Linked DNA regions of Mus musculus: regions 1 and 2 are each linked to region 3. Evidence: chromatin contacts called from public Hi-C and HiChIP or PLAC-seq data. All regions are on one chromosome and are shown on one strand. The core of a region is the stretch at or near the end of the contact, and the rest is flanking DNA. Distances in the headings are between cores, read along the strand shown. Region 1 has its middle 34 kb from the start of Gm41334. Region 2 overlaps Gm41334 (a long non-coding RNA gene). Region 3 holds the start of Myc (myelocytomatosis oncogene).

Evidence for each region. Hi-C and Micro-C count contacts between places; a contact is called where the count stands out from the background. HiChIP or PLAC-seq counts read pairs in DNA pulled down with a chosen protein or histone mark.
Region 1: a Hi-C map of muscle stem cells shows a contact between it and region 3, with 4 times the contacts expected there. The contact joins the enhancer-like site here to the promoter of Myc in region 3. A contact is called at or near these places in 2 of 39 promoter capture datasets (embryonic stem cells and hippocampal neurons), 1 of 15 datasets of contacts at CTCF or cohesin (large pre-B cells), 5 of 484 Hi-C or Micro-C datasets (the N1E-115 cell line, bone marrow-derived macrophages, embryonic fibroblasts and 1 more), 19 of 115 datasets of contacts at active chromatin or transcription factors (the NIH/3T3 cell line, the SCID.adh cell line, T-cell acute lymphoblastic leukemia and 15 more) and 1 of 9 other capture datasets (adipose tissue).
Region 2: a contact with region 3 is called in a FOXA1 HiChIP or PLAC-seq map of pancreatic cancer cells. The contact joins the enhancer-like site here to the promoter of Myc in region 3. A contact is called at or near these places in 2 of 39 promoter capture datasets (the 3T3-L1 cell line and cranial neural crest), 1 of 15 datasets of contacts at CTCF or cohesin (the NIH/3T3 cell line), 7 of 484 Hi-C or Micro-C datasets (the HL-1 cell line, the N1E-115 cell line, adipose-derived mesenchymal stem cells and 4 more), 12 of 115 datasets of contacts at active chromatin or transcription factors (the NIH/3T3 cell line, the SCID.adh cell line, SST interneurons and 8 more) and 4 of 9 other capture datasets (embryonic tail, embryonic trunk, macrophages and 1 more).

Annotation. Positions count from the first base shown.
Region 1 is chr15:63,035,024-63,037,723 of GRCm38.p6, reverse strand. No RefSeq gene overlaps it. Among named protein-coding and RNA genes, the nearest start is that of Gm41334, 34 kb to the left of the region's middle. Within about 2 kb of position 1,288, at least 20 of the 459 cell types and tissues checked have an H3K27ac peak or open chromatin away from gene starts, as enhancers often do. A contact at or near this core is called in the SCID.adh cell line, muscle stem cells and neural progenitor cells, where this site is marked.
Region 2 is chr15:63,065,129-63,067,828 of GRCm38.p6, reverse strand. It overlaps Gm41334 (a long non-coding RNA gene), which reads left to right. Exons shown (of 3, transcript XR_875378.1): 3 at 208-329. Among named protein-coding and RNA genes, the nearest start is that of Gm41334, 4.3 kb to the left of the region's middle. RefSeq lists an enhancer at 218-2,127. Within about 2 kb of position 1,293, at least 43 of the 459 cell types and tissues checked have an H3K27ac peak or open chromatin away from gene starts, as enhancers often do. A contact at or near this core is called in the N1E-115 cell line, the NIH/3T3 cell line, the SCID.adh cell line and 2 more, where this site is marked.
Region 3 is chr15:61,983,956-61,986,655 of GRCm38.p6, reverse strand. It overlaps Myc (myelocytomatosis oncogene), which reads right to left and starts at 1,315. Exons shown (of 3, transcript NM_001177352.1): 1 at 705-1,315.

The sequences.
Region 1 (2,700 bases), core at 39-2,538, 1.1 Mb before region 3:
ATCTCAATTTTCTTATATCTTAGCTTTTTAACTTATAAAGTTTTGTGAAAATAATAACTTTTTTACTGGGTTTTTGAATGTTAGGATAAAAATGTGTATGTGACTCATTTCATAGCATCATCCCTTAAAAGTACTCAGGCAAAATAAACTTTGTTTTTACTTGCTCTTAAAATTTTTTATATGATCAGTTCTTATTTGTGATTCGTAGCATTTTATTTTCTATTTTATTTCACAGATACTGCACAGACATTGATGGATGCTACCACTACTTATCTACTGAAACTTAGTGTTTCAAACTCTTCCCATTATAAAAGTCCCAAACATTATCTGTGCAGAGAAGTAAATTCTAAGTCTGCCCAATAGATAGATGTGATTATGTGAATACGTGCTACAGAAGAAGGACTGTGTATAACTTCCAGGGCAACACACAGACACACACAGACACACACACACACACACACACACACACACACACACACACACACATGCACACGTGATAAAGAAGTGCTTTTTTTTTTTTTACATCACTTTTCCTTCTTGACTACAATGCTAAGGACAAACACTTTAAACTTTAAAAGTGGTAAGATGGAAGTTAAAAAAAAAAGGCAAGGCAAGAGATACAAGAATACAAAGACTATCTTCTAAGAATTCAAAGACCTGGTAATTCAGCATTTCAGTCAGGAGTTCCTAAAAAGGTCTAAGGAATTCATATTAACCCATATTTTAGCAGTAAAGAATATTATTAAAAGCATACTGAAGGGAAGTTATGAACCTGGATTCTGCACTGATTCTTCTCTAAGGAATGATGTGGCTTTGAGAACCCACTCCCTGAGCTTCGTCTTATCCACATGGCATATTCAGCACCAACACTTGTGTGTCGTAAAATTTTGCCCACAGTTTAATAAATACAGGCTTCTCTATTTGAAAACATCCTGCAAAGTTAAAACCTGGGACATTCATGATGTGATTCTGTAACTCGTTTCACTGACAGGACTTAGTGAACTCAAATATCTCATCGAAGAGAACTACCAAATGGAAACCAACAGGCTGCTGATATGCCAGTTGCTAGGACATCCTCCTGGGGTTGTCAGGGTGCATTTAGGCATTCGTATCTAGTCTCTGCACCTGCGTCCGACCCAAGCCCTTCCCTGTTTGAGGAGGCACAAGCCTGCTATTTATCAATTTTTGTATGCTACCGAGAATGTGCCGCTGCAGCACTCTATTGCAACAGGCGGTTGGTTGGCAAGGCCAATGGACACCTGTTAAGACTGAGTCATTCCTATTCACAGGATGTGCCTTGCAGGCTGCATGCAGAGTGCTAAGTGAAGGAAAAGAGGCTTGACTCACCCAATATGGTGCAGCTGATGCTCTCATTCATTGGCAGCTCTTAGGGGAAACCAGAGAGGCATAGTCTAATTTCACTTGCTCCTCATCTTCTTCTGGGCCAGATGGATGACTGCAGTGGCATGCTCACGCACAGTTGTTCAGGCTCATGGACCCTACAAGGAATTATGTTGGGCTCAAAGGAAATCAGCCTTTTTCATGGAAATTAAAATGAGTGATGGTAGCTTCATGGGACACCTCATCCAATCCCTGATGCTTTCTTTTTTATGTTCCCAGCTTTGATGGCACAGAGAAATAGATCAAAATTCAGGCCATTGTTGATTAAATATTGACCCCATGAGTGAAAAACAAACTAATAACCAACAGCAACAACAACAACAACCCTTTTGATCTCAGATGATACTTCCATAATAAACAATCTGCAACTATTGCATTTTTTTTTAAACTGGGACCAAATTGTTGTCAATAGTGTTACCTCTTGGCCAATCTAAAAAACTAATACTTTTCTCAGTTGTCTCAGCGCAATTGCAAGGTAGAAGTGATTGTTGATCTGAACCAATTAGAAAGGGAGACATGGGTTTTAAAAATAAGCTCCTTACTGGCTCAAAAAAAAAATTCAAAGATTAACATTGTATGTATTTGGAGGATAAATTCTCTAAATCATTTAATTTACTCCAGGAGTCTTTACTTTATACATAGTATTTTCTTTTCCTTCTATCTTCAACCTGGTCAAACACACCACCACCACCACCACCAACAACAACAACAACAACAGCAACAACAACAGAAGAAGATAAAATCTTGCTACTAAAAATAAGATTAGAGCATACAATTTGAAAGGATAAGAATTATAAACTTTCTCATCCCTCTATGCTGCCCTAAACTGGCCAGTCTACTTAGGCACAGTTGCTATGGGACTACAGCCTATACTGGTCAGCTCAGTCAGGGAGGAATGTAGGATCTTCAGATAGGCAGATCTGATAGAATGTTCTCAGGAGAGATCACAAAGCAACCTTTAACAAACCTCTAATTTTTTTCTACAAATGAGTTTATCAGATGTAAAGCTTTATATTTGAGGGTGAGCAGAAATTCCCATTTTAAGGGTCTAACGTTTTGTTGGGAAAAAGAGGACATGATTTTTTGTTATTGTTTGTTTTCACAGTGACCATGCTCAAATAAAGGATGTGTTAAAATGTAAACTAGGCACAAGTTTGCAGCCAGGTGGGATTAAGTTTGAAAGCTTACACTTTGTTTCTAAATTTATTTTTATTTTAAATTATGTATATACAGCTGTCCTTATGTCGATATGAGCATATAAGTGCAGTGCCCATGGAGACCAGAAGAAGGAACTGGAGT
Region 2 (2,700 bases), core at 44-2,543, 1.1 Mb before region 3:
TGTGGTAGAGGTATTGAAAATGTACATTTAAGAACAACAAAAACAAATAAAAACAAACAAACAAAGAACAGGACAATGGGTTAAGCCCTGACACAAGTTCAAACCTCTGTAATTGAATCTTTATTTCATATTATATAGCATAGATTTTTCTGATATAAAAGAGGAAATAAACGTCTTAAATGATGTTCTAATTACTGTATCTTACAGACCTCAAGAGTGGCAGATCACCAAGCAATAAGCACACTTATTTGGAGTCATTGCCTCCTCACCAAATATGTAAGGTGTATTGATCAAAAATAGACAGAATAAACCGATAAGTGAGGAGCTCACAGGATTTCCTAGTGTATGTGCTAGATCATCTATTTCCTCTTGCATGTTACTGAATAAAAGGCTATTTTCAGTCAGGAGAAACAATGACACAAAATACCACTGCCTCCATTTGCAAGAGACTTTGTAAGTGCCTTACAGGAAGTTAGTCATGGCCCTTGAATGGTGTGTAAGAGCACTTGCACTGTTAAATCGCATGCTTACTTCAGGATTCTGGAATCTTCCCAAACTGTTTGCTTACCTTTGGCTGAATTTTCTGACTAGATGGAAGGGGCTTTCCAATGATTTGCCACACAGGGCTTATCTTGAATTGTGTAACAGGCAGTACAGGGACTAGGCAACTGTTTGAGATCGAGAAATGACTATGTACATTATCAACAATTGTTTGTAGAGATAGAGGGAAGGGTTGTTAACTTCCTTTGGAAAACAAATCTTTTGCTAATTACTATGCTATCTGGCTTGTAGACAGATGAATAGAGAAAAAAGTCACAAAATGTTATGTTTTTAATTCTGGCCATTTGATATAACACTACCTCTCCCTATGAAAATTCTCCGGACTCTGTCCTAGAATAGCATTTTACTTGAGGAAACAGTGTAGTATTTTGAGACAAGAAGACATACAGCAATCCTGGACTCATTTAAATTGACTAATATGCTTTTGTTTTTCTGAGCATGTGTTTGTTCAGGTTTCAAATGGAGGGACCATGATCCCATAAAATACAGGGATGTTATAAAGGTCAAGAAAGACAATATCTATAAAAGGGGCTACTGGTCAAGAACTGAGTCAGATAGGAATCTCTGTTGTTATTGTGTTAGTTATTCAGTTAAGAAATTTTGCCTGCTTCATAGTAGAATTTGTGATCTACATCTAAGACTTTGCAAAAGAAAGTAAGTATCTTGAGGTTAGGACTTAGTCATCTCCTAACCCCTCAAAGTCTAGTGAAACTTGTGTAAATCTCCTACTTTTCTCCCAGAAACAAATCCTGTTGAGGACACTCCCCTCTTGACATCTCCTTAGTAAAGAACACTCACACAGCAGGGGTGAATGCACTTTAGAAAAGACTTCAGCTCATTCTGCACTAGGACTCTGAAATTTAATTTTAGCCACAGTGTTGATGGAACAGATCACAGAGCTTGGGCCACTCTTCAGTGGAAATGAAATTGGAGAAGGGCATGGAGCCAAAAATAAGGGCCTTTCTGTCTAGTGTTTGGGGACATGGACTTGAGAATTTCAAGTGGCCACCAGTCCCTCCCTCACTGCCAACACTGCACAACTCTTGGCTGAAACCTCACTAGGACATGAGGGTCTTGCTATAGGAAAAGAGAGTTCCTTTTTACTGACACCAAGCTCAGCAGAAAGGAATGCACTTCAAATAGCCCTGTTTGCTCAGTAACCACATTTGGGCTTCATGGTCTTTGGAGCCCTGCTCTCTTTGTAATTGACACACATCGGGAGCCGGCTGCTGATAGCAAAGACAGTGAGTTTGGTTTAGAGTAGGGCCTCATGTAGAATGCTATTAGCTGACCCTGCCCAGGATGTCTTCTTATCCTAATGAGAGAGGAGTGCTAAGGAGGAAGAAATAGTTGTCTATGACAAATGTAGTACTTTCCTGTTTTCTGTATTGCTACATACTATATAGTTTCTCAAAACCTTGTTGGAAATGCTTTTGTCAGAATCATGAATATCAGAGATTATTACCTGGGTCCTATTTGTAACAGTACACTTACTGCTAGTAAAAATGGTAGCTTCTTATAACTTACACCTTAAATTCTCTCACTTAAAATCCTCATAACGTGCCCAGTGTGGTGGCTTAAGCCTTTAATCCCAGCACTTTGGAGGCAAAGGCAGGCGGATTTCGGAGTTCAAGGTCAGCCTGGTCTACAAAGTGAGTTCCAGGACAGCCAGGGCTATACAGAGAAACCCTGTCTTGAAAAACCAAAAAAAAAAAAATCTTCATAAGACTCATCCACGGACTGACTCCCATCATTCTACATTAGCAAGAACCAAAGATTCAGATCTTCATGTTAAATTTCCCAAATAACCTTATGATGTTCATATAGTTCAAATTTTCAGTTCAGAATCTATGGATTTAAAATACTTCCTGAACTGGTTTATTGTAGTTATCTTACCATTAACCTCAACAAATGATCTGATGATACCATAGCATACACATTGTCCCAATGGTTATTCAACTGCCAAATGTAGGATGACTGACTAAGAATCTAAGCTTCGCATTCAGGAAGAAAAAGGACATCTCTAGCTGCATATGTTTCAAAAGATGGCCTAGTCAGCCATCACTGGAAAGAGAGGCCCTTTGGACTCGCAAACTTTATATGCCCCAGTACAGGGGAACGCCAGGGCCAAAAAGGGGG
Region 3 (2,700 bases), core at 66-2,565:
TGTGAGGATTCCCTCTGGTTTCCCCCAAGTCAACGAATCGGTCACATCCCTGTCCCAATTTTGCTTCTCCTCACTGCGCTAGCCCAACATCAAGTCCTAGTGCCGCGGGGGTCAGGCTTAAATTTTACTACGATCACTATTTTTAAAGCCAAAATAGCAACTTCTTAAAAGGCTCAGGGACGGGTTGCGATCGCCGCCGGGGATTGGCGGGCGGGACGCACCTCCGTGTCGGTCCCAGGCTGTCAGAAATGCACCAAGCTGAAATTTAAATGCCCTCTCAGAGACTGGTAAGTCAGAAGCTACGGAGCCTTCTCGCTCCCAAACGCAAAAGGTAATCCCTTCTCCAAAGACCTCAGGATTCCAAGGGCTTTCTTTGGCCACCACGAAGCGACCTCCCGGTTTGACCCCTCAAAGGACACATATCAATTAATGTAGCAAAGCAAGAATGTCCAACCGGCCGGGTCAGCGTCAGCCCATAGTAACCTCGGGAACCCCGCTTCAAAATGCATCCCGGTTTTTCCCTTCCCCTTTCCTCTGTCATCTTGACAAGTCGCTCTACCCCGACTCAGATCTACCCCAGCCTACCCCAACTACTCTTGAGAAAAGTGTCAAAAGCACAGGAATGGAAGAAAGACTGTCCTAACCGGCCGCTACATTCAAGACGCAGAAAGAACACAGGGAAAGACCACCAGATCTGTGCTTACCGGGGTTTCCAACGCCCAAAGGAAATCCAGCCTTCAAACAGCTCGAGGAGCTCTTTTCAGGAGAGCTGATCGCGGGCAGAGGCAGAGAACACTGTCCCCAAATAGACAAAAATTCCCTCCCCGGAGCCTGGGGAGTCCTGTCCTGGCTCGCAGATTGTAAGTTCCAGTGAGAAGTGTCTGCCCGCTGCAATGGGCAAAGTTTCCCAGCGGCGGCGAGGGTTGCGGCCGCTGATGTTGGGTCAGTCGCAGGGTTGGGGAGAGTGGGCGGCAGGCTCGGAGGCAAAGCCCCTCTCACTCCAGAGCTGCCTTCTTAGGTCGCCCCGGAGCGCGGCTCTGCACACACGGCTCTTCCAACCGTCCGCTCACTCCCTCTGTCTCTCGCTGGAATTACTACAGCGAGTCAGAAAAAAACGCCCGAAAAGCTTCTTTTATACTGCGACTCAGGATCCCTCCCCTCCCTTCTTTTTCCCGCCAAGCGTCGGCGAAGCCCTGCCCTTCAGGAGGCAGGAGGGGAGCTGAGTGAGGCGAGTCGGACCCGGCAGCTGAGAGCAGCGCAGCCCAGGGGTCCTCGGCCGCGCAGACCCCCGGAATATAAAGGGCGGGTGGGCGGGGATTAGCCAGAGAATCTCTCTTTCTCCCTTCCCCACCTCTCTCTATTTTTTTTTCCTCCTCTCGCTTCCCCGCCCTCTGCTTTGGGAACTCGGGAGGGGGGCTAGTGGGGAGCCGGGGAAAGAGGAGGAGGAGCCTCAGCCCCGCAGCCCAGTACTCCGGCTCCGGGGTGTAAACAGTAATAGCGCAGCATGAATTAACTGCGCGCCCGACCATTTTCTCTTGCTCGCGCGCTAGTCCTTTCCCTTTCTGTACGGTTGTTCGGGCGCAGCGCTCGGCTGAACTGTGTTCTTGCCCTGCGTATATCAGTCACCGCAGGTGGAACAGCTGCCTCGCTCCACACAATACGCCATGTACCCTGGACCGCGTCACGCACGTCCCGGGCGGCCAGGCGTCTCTCTAAGGCTGGGGAAAACAGAATTTAGAAAGGGGGAAGGACGAACGAATGAGTTATCTAGGAGCCCCCGCTCAGTGTGTGGAGTGATAGAGGGTGATCAACCGCAGATGAGGTCTATGCAGGAAAAACGATGTCTGGAATTTTATTAAAATTGCTCAGCAACTCACTGCCACGTATACTTGGAGAGCCACTTAGGGATAAACAGCCACTCCATCTCGCGGGGAAGGCATTGTGTATTTTGCCTTTGGTCGTACAGTTATGTTGACTGGGCACATTCTTTCCAGAACGACCCCCCCCCCCAATTTGCTGCCAAAAGGCAGATTCCCCCCCCCCCCCACACACACACTCCAGCACCTCCGGTTCGGACTTCCACCCGGCGGGTGGTGTGGAGGCGGCTCTTTCCCCTGTAGGTCTCCCTGCGCAGTCCAGTAAAGTGGCGGCGGGTGCGCTCTACCCGGCTCCTCCGGGAGGAGTCTCTGCCGGTCTACACCCCATACACCTCCACACAGTTCCAGGGCCACAGTCGGTTTTCACAAGAGGCAAATCCTCTTTGCCCCTGTGGAGCCAGTTTGCAGCAGACTCTGGTTTAGGAGCTGGGGTGGGGAAAATCAAGGCGCTAGACGCGAGAATATGCCATGAATTGGGGGGTTGGGGAAAACCCGGACTTCCCAGAAAGGGGGAGGAGTGAATTGCCAACCCAGATCTGGGGAGCCTGCAGAGACCCTAGAATAAAGAAAACCGTTAACCCCTTCCTCCCAGGACAAACCCAAGCTTTCCCCTTTTATTACTGGAATCGTAATTATGCACTTAAAAAAAAAAGTCGGCCCTGATCAGATCAAAGTAACGTTACATTTTTGCCTTCGTATGTGTGTGTTAAGCTAATTAAAAGCTGATTTTAATTTATACATTAATTTCCCAGTTTCCTTTTTCCTGAATACTACGCTGTGCATTCTGTACAATCCCCAAACGTATACATACACACTTTATATA